2 separate regions of the Mus musculus genome follow, and region 2 is linked to region 1. Evidence: chromatin contacts called from public HiChIP or PLAC-seq data. All regions are on one chromosome and are shown on one strand. Each heading gives the region's core, a stretch centred on a gene start, on an enhancer-like site or on the middle of the called end of the contact. The rest is flanking DNA. Distances are from core to core; before and after follow the strand shown.

Region 1 (3,112 bases), core at 159-2,658:
GTATCACACAAACCAGACCTGGTGGTGTATGCCTGAAATCCCAGCCTCAACTACATATTGAGTTTGAGACTAGCCTGGGCTTTATATGTGACAGTGCTCATAAATAGATAGATAGATAGATAGATAGATAGATAGATAGATAGATAGATAGATAGATAGATGCACCACACTCCAAATGTGTTACTTTGTCATTTGCACACAGCTCTCTTTCAGAATTCCAAGTCAAACTGCTACCCAGGGGACCAGGTCTATCAACCACGTTTGCTAGAAAAGAAGATTTTGATTTTAAGGATTCAGGAACCACGTGGCAGACAAGATACCGAGATAACACTTGGGGCCAAGTTTCAGAGCAAGATGGGGGCACAGTAGGGACATCGAAAGCACCTGGGGCCCCTTCTGTGTCAAGACAGCATAGTCCTTCACTCCCAGGAAGCAGCCCAGTTGTGGTGGTACATGCCTGTCATCTCTCACCAAGAAGGTAGGAGAAGGCACCCAAGTTGGAGGCCAGGCTGGACAGCAAGAAGCAGAATGAGAGGGGTGCTCTAGCACTCAGGAGGCAGAGGCAGGAGAATGCACTTAAGTTCAAGACCAGGCTAGTCTCCATACAGAGTTCCAGGCCAGCCAAGCAAACAGCAAGACACTACCTTGAGAAGGTAGGGGAGAAGAGAGGATATGATGGTGTGTGTGTGTGGGTGTGTGTGTGTGTACATGGGGTATGGAGTGTCTCTGTCAGGAGGGAGGAGGTGAGGGTCTGGAGTACAGAAGACTAGAAGCCTAGACAAGCTCACCCTGTCCCCCAACAGAGCAAGGACAATCCCAGGCACCAAGTAGCCCCTGAACTCAGCAGTCTCTTATTTCTCAAGCATTTTAGGAGTCTAACATGGCCAGGCCAGCGTCTGCAAGTCTGCTGTGGAAGGAATCAGCTTTGTAGTCCAGAGAGTGGCTTGCTCTCCCCACTGTGAGCTGGACCCCAAAGGGGAAAAGCAAAAGAGGAAGCCTGAAACACCTACTTCATGTCCAGGGCAGTCTTTTGTGTTTTCAACTTCGTTTTTGTGATTTTTTTGTCTTTTATGAGTTTTTTTTGGGGGGTGGGGGTGGTACTTTTTTTAACCCTTGACAACCTTGTAAAGGGAATCTGAGGACTCCCACTTTTACACACAGGACTCAGAAAAGTCAAAGCAATTGAAAGGCGAAGGCAGCCCTGCTAATCAGTGGGGCCTGATCTTAGAAGTGGGGGCCTTGCTGGAAGCTGGGCAAGAGGAGAAGGTGTGGGCTTGGCAGGGGAACATCCTCCCGCCTGCCTTTATTGTTCACAGAACCGAAAAAGTGATGAGAGCTTTCCTTCCTGTCTTTAAGAAAACAACAGAATCAAAACAAACAGAGAAGGGGAACTCCCCTCTGCCAGTCCCTGCGAGAAAGAAAAGGAAGCTCTCCTGCCGGTGGCGACCTGCGCTACTTCATGCTGGGACAGAGGCTGCTAAGCCAGCTAAGCCGGCACCCACACTCTACCCCGGGGCTGCTGGTCCCCTGCATACTGAGTCTGGTCTTAGCTTACCTTCAAGAGAGGACACAGCCATACACGAGGCAGCTGAAGCTCCTGGGAAAAGCTTTGTAAGGCCAGGGCCAGGAGGAAATGGAAATATACAAGTCGAAGATGTAAAACTAAGGGCTCTGGAAATGACTCCCAGTTAGTTATCACTCAGGGCTCCCAGCCCCTACCTCATTTCTCAATGCCAGAACTACCCACACTTACTGAACTCAGAAAAGGGGAGCCCCCCCCCCCCCGCAAAGTCCTATTCTTCCTGCCCTGAGCCTGTGTGTGCTTTGATGACCTTGGTACAAAGTCTAGATCAGCCACAGGGCCCCTGGTAACTTAAGATACCCCTCACCTTACCCAGATCTCTCCTACTTGGCTCTTTTAGTCCCAGATAGCTTGTGGTAACTGGTTGTCTAAAGTGACTGACTGACAGAGTGATTTCTGCCCCTCTGGACAAAGGTCTGAGGCCTTAAAAGGTCCGGTGTCACCATTACTAAGCCCACAATGACAGTGTTTTCACCGCACAGGTCCGCCTCTGCTCTAACAGATACTCTAAGGCCATCTGTGCCCGCTGAAAGCTTCAGTTCAATTAAGGAATTTGTCTGTGGTCTGGGTTCACAGGGAGCTGGTAGCTGGGAGAATAGTTATTCTCCACTGAGGCTAATTAGTCTCAGGAAAGGGTAAGTGACTAGTGTGTCGCACTCAGGCCTGTACCTGCTCCTGTGGGAAATGTCAGCGGTCTCCCAGGGCCTGAGAGAACTCCTCAGAGGCTGGACCTGGGAGATGTTTCTTGATGTTGCTGTTGCTGGGCAATTGCTGTCCCCCCACTGCCCACTGGCTCATTCCTGTCTCAGGCCCTGCACTGAGTGTCCCTGGGTTGGTGTCAGCTGAATGAAGAGCCACTACCTGAGCTTCCCTGGCAGCCGATGGCCAGAGGTCAGAGGTCAAGGAGGGGTTGCTCTCTGAAGACCAGGCCTGGGCAGGGTCTTCTGAGGCCCTGCACAATCTCTTCCTTAGCATCCCCATTGCCTGAGGCCGCTGATACCAGTTCTCATGCTATATTCAAACCTCATCTCTCTTCGTGATCTCTTATCAAAGCACAAGCCAGCCCAAACCCTGCCTCTCCCTCCAAAGTTTCTGCTGGTTCCCCACTGCTGAGTGGATAAATTCTGGTCCTCCTGGGCATTAAGGGTTAATGCCTACTTTCTTGGATTCCCATCCCTGTCCTGCAGCTGGATGAGCACAGATGTGCTGGGATAGTTGCCCTGCCTGTCAATGACTTCCCAAAGGTCCAGTTGCAGTCTCTGTAGGCATTTGTCTTTCTCTCTTCTGTCTTTCCTGAGGCTCGTGACTCCAGGACCTTGCATAGACCAAGCAAACCACCCTGGAAGCGGCCTAACCCCTGTGTAGCTCCGACCTGGAACTTGCTAGAAAAAAAAAAAGCTGGCCTCACACTCATAGAGAGCCATCTGCCTCTGCCTCCAGCGCTGGATTAGAGGTGTGCACCACCCACCATGTCTGGCTTTCATGGTCTTAGACAGGGTCTAAGTTTCTCAAGCTCCTCTTGAATCTTCC
Region 2 (3,112 bases), core at 239-2,738, 3.0 Mb after region 1:
ACACCCGGCCAAAATTACAAGTTTTGGTCATTGTTTTCATTAAAAAAAAAAGAATCAGAATCAGAAGTATAGTATACATGCAGTAAAATACAAACATTCTAAGTATACTTTTTAATTTTTTTTTTTACTTGTTTCATGTATCTGAGGCTGGCTTTGAATTTTGACCCCTTTGCCTCCACTTCCCACAGCCAGGCATCACGGGTCTGAGCCACAGAGCCCAGCCTCAGTTCCACACTCAGTTAATTATCCATATGATTAACAATTTCCTTCAGTCCCAAAGATCCCTTGTGCCTGTTCCATTCTTGTTTTCTCTTTTTTACACACCTGCAGCCAATGTTCTGCTTTCCCCCCAGTATAAGGCGAGTCTCAAAGCTGCAGAGGGTGGCTCAGGATAAAGTCCTTGCTGTATAAGCATGCCGGCCGGAGTTTAGACCCCTAACATCTATGTAGAAAGCCAGGTATGACTGCATGATCAGCCAGTGTAGATGAGAGGGCAGGCATGGGGTCAACCAGAGACCCTGTCTCAGAAAAGAAGGTGAAGAGCAGTAGAAGAGGCCTGATCACACATGGTGTGCACGCACAGGTGCCTGTGATGCACACCCCGTACACACCACATGTGATATGTGTGCACGGGCGCCTGTGATGTACACCCCATACACACCACATGTGATATGTGTGCACGGGTGCCTGTGATGTACACCCCGTACACACCACATGTGATATGTGTGCACGGGCACCTGTGATGCACACCCCATACACACCACATGTGATATGTGTGCACAGGTGCCTGTGATGCACACCCCATACACACCACATGTGATATGTGTGCACGGGCGCCTGTTCCTGTCCACCACATACACACTACTAAGACTAGTGCTGTTGTAGAGTTTAGTGAAGGGAGTGGTAGGCTGCAATGAATACTTTTGATATCTTTTCTTAGGGCCCTCTTTGCTCCTTAGGGAATACTTAGAAGTGCAGCTGTACTTGAAGTAGAGTTTCTGAGGTGGATTTGCCACTTTACAGTCTATGCTTGTTAACTTCTCAGCTTGACTGGCTCAAGAAAGGCCCAAGAGAATAGAAAGCTCATCTCCAGAGAGAACTGTTTAAGGGCTGCTCACCCTGCATGTGGGCAGCAGTGTCCCCTAGGTTCTGGGTCTTAAAAGAGGACAGTGTGGGTTACCTCCTGGTGCGAAACTTTCTCTGATGGGTGACTTGTGATGGCATTGGCTGTATGTCCTATTCTCCATATTCTGGCCACGGTGGGGTGAAACCTAGAAAGCAATGATCTAAAGTAAATGTGTCCCCTTAACGCAGTGGCTCTCAACCGTCCTGATGCTCTGGCCCTTTAATAGAGTTTCTCATCTTGTGGTGATTCCCCAACCAGAAAATTATCTCTGTTGCTGTTTCATAACTGCTATGTTGCTACTGTTATGAATCACAATGTAAATATCTGTGTTTCCCATGGTCTTAGGTGACCCTGTGAAAGGGTTATTCTCCCCACAGAGGGACTGACGCATGGTCGAGAAACACTGCCTTAAGGTGTTTTCCCTGGGTATGTTGTTAAGGGCACAGGAAACTGACAGACATACCCTCTCCCTCAGAGAGTTGTTTACATCAGGCCTTCCCCACTGGTCTAGCTGCCATGTTGGGGTCGCTCATTGTGGTTTGAACTTCACTTTCCTGGCAGTTATTGATAATTGAGTACTCTGTCGTGTGCTCATGGGGCATCTGCATGTCATCTGCATGTTATCATTTGTGAAGCATGTGTTCAAAACGGCCAACTGTCTGTTTGCCGAGTTTTAGTGTTTCTTTCCGTCTGTGGTATCTATTCATGCTGGTGCCTTCTGTTGTCTGCCTGCCCACCACATACACACTACTAAGACTAGTTGTGCTGTTGTAGAGTTTAGTGAAGGGAGTGGTAGGCTGCTGCTAGTTTCCTGGGTCCTCCATAGCAATGGAGGGTATAGATCTCTGTTTATTTAGATCTAATTTCTTGAGCAGTACTGTATACTTTACTGTGGAAAGTGTTTTTTTTAAAGTTTGTAAGATTTTTACCTTCATATCTATATTTCTCAACTCTTCTCAGAGTCTCTTGTGCTCTGCCCTGCAGCTTGTGGCTGCACAATTCTTCCTGTGTCTGACCCTAGCATCTTAAGCATATGGACCTGGAAAGTCACTTTAGTGACTCAGATTCCTATACTTGCAATGTATAGAACATCTTAGAAATCTAGAGAATGTGAATATTGAGAGAGATAAAAGAATGTAGTTGATGGACAAATGGACTCTAGGGTGGCGGCATTCGTCCACCCATTCAAAAATGGCTGTGATGTGAATGTTCTAGAATACATTTTCTTTAGCTGTTGCAGACCTGGAAACTTACTGTGCCTGGAAAAATAGGTTTTTAGTTTAAACAAACGTAGTGAATACTTAATATAGAAGGCAGCCTATTTTTACATTTTATTAAAATTAGATGGTGTCAAAGAGTGACAGTTTAGTATCTGCCAGAGACCACAGCTCATTCCCGTCCTCAAGGTTGGAGACAGTGTTTTCGTTTTCTCAATCGGTAGACTTTGTGAAGGGCCGTGTAGTTGCAGGAACGTTGTTTAGTATCTTGAGCTTCTATTTTCATCAGAATACTGACAAGACCCAGCTACTTTGTAGACTCTTACTTATGTGTATGGCACTGGGGTTGAGCGTGTCTTGTGACATCCCAGGTATGAAGTGTGTTCCCACAGAGCTGTCCCTGTCCCTGTTTTACTCACTCAGAGACAGGATTTCATTTAATTGCCTGGGGTGGGCTTGAACCTCTGCTGTAGTCCAGGCATGTCTTGAGCTCATGATCCTCCTGCCTCAGCTTCCAAGTAGGACTCTAGGCCTGTATCATTAGGTCACTTATCTCATAAGACTGCTCTGAGGACTAACTAGAGTCATTCAAGTCATTCCAGTAAAGCAAATGTTTGCTTTGCCCTTGGCTGCTCTTCAGTAATTGTTAGGATTGTTTGTTTTCTGAAGGTGGGAAGGGATGTGTTAGGTGTCTAGGGGAAGTGGGAGCTGGGAGCTGGGGACGACCAAGATACGTTGTGTACATGTATGAAATCTGCGTTTAACAAGA

The links. HiChIP or PLAC-seq counts read pairs in DNA pulled down with a chosen protein or histone mark.
Region 2: an H3K27ac HiChIP or PLAC-seq map of large pre-B cells shows a contact between it and region 1, with 4 times the contacts expected there. The contact joins two enhancer-like sites.

The regions. Positions count from the first base shown.
Region 1 is chr17:84,144,658-84,147,769 of GRCm38.p6, forward strand. The region is part of intron 1 of Gm19696 (predicted gene, 19696); the gene reads right to left. Among named protein-coding and RNA genes, the nearest start is that of Gm19696, 10 kb to the right of the region's middle. Within about 2 kb of position 1,409, at least 131 of the 459 cell types and tissues checked have an H3K27ac peak or open chromatin away from gene starts, as enhancers often do.
Region 2 is chr17:87,117,618-87,120,729 of GRCm38.p6, forward strand. All of the region lies in intron 1 of Socs5 (suppressor of cytokine signaling 5), which reads left to right. Among named protein-coding and RNA genes, the nearest start is that of Socs5, 11 kb to the left of the region's middle. Within about 2 kb of position 1,489, at least 59 of the 459 cell types and tissues checked have an H3K27ac peak or open chromatin away from gene starts, as enhancers often do.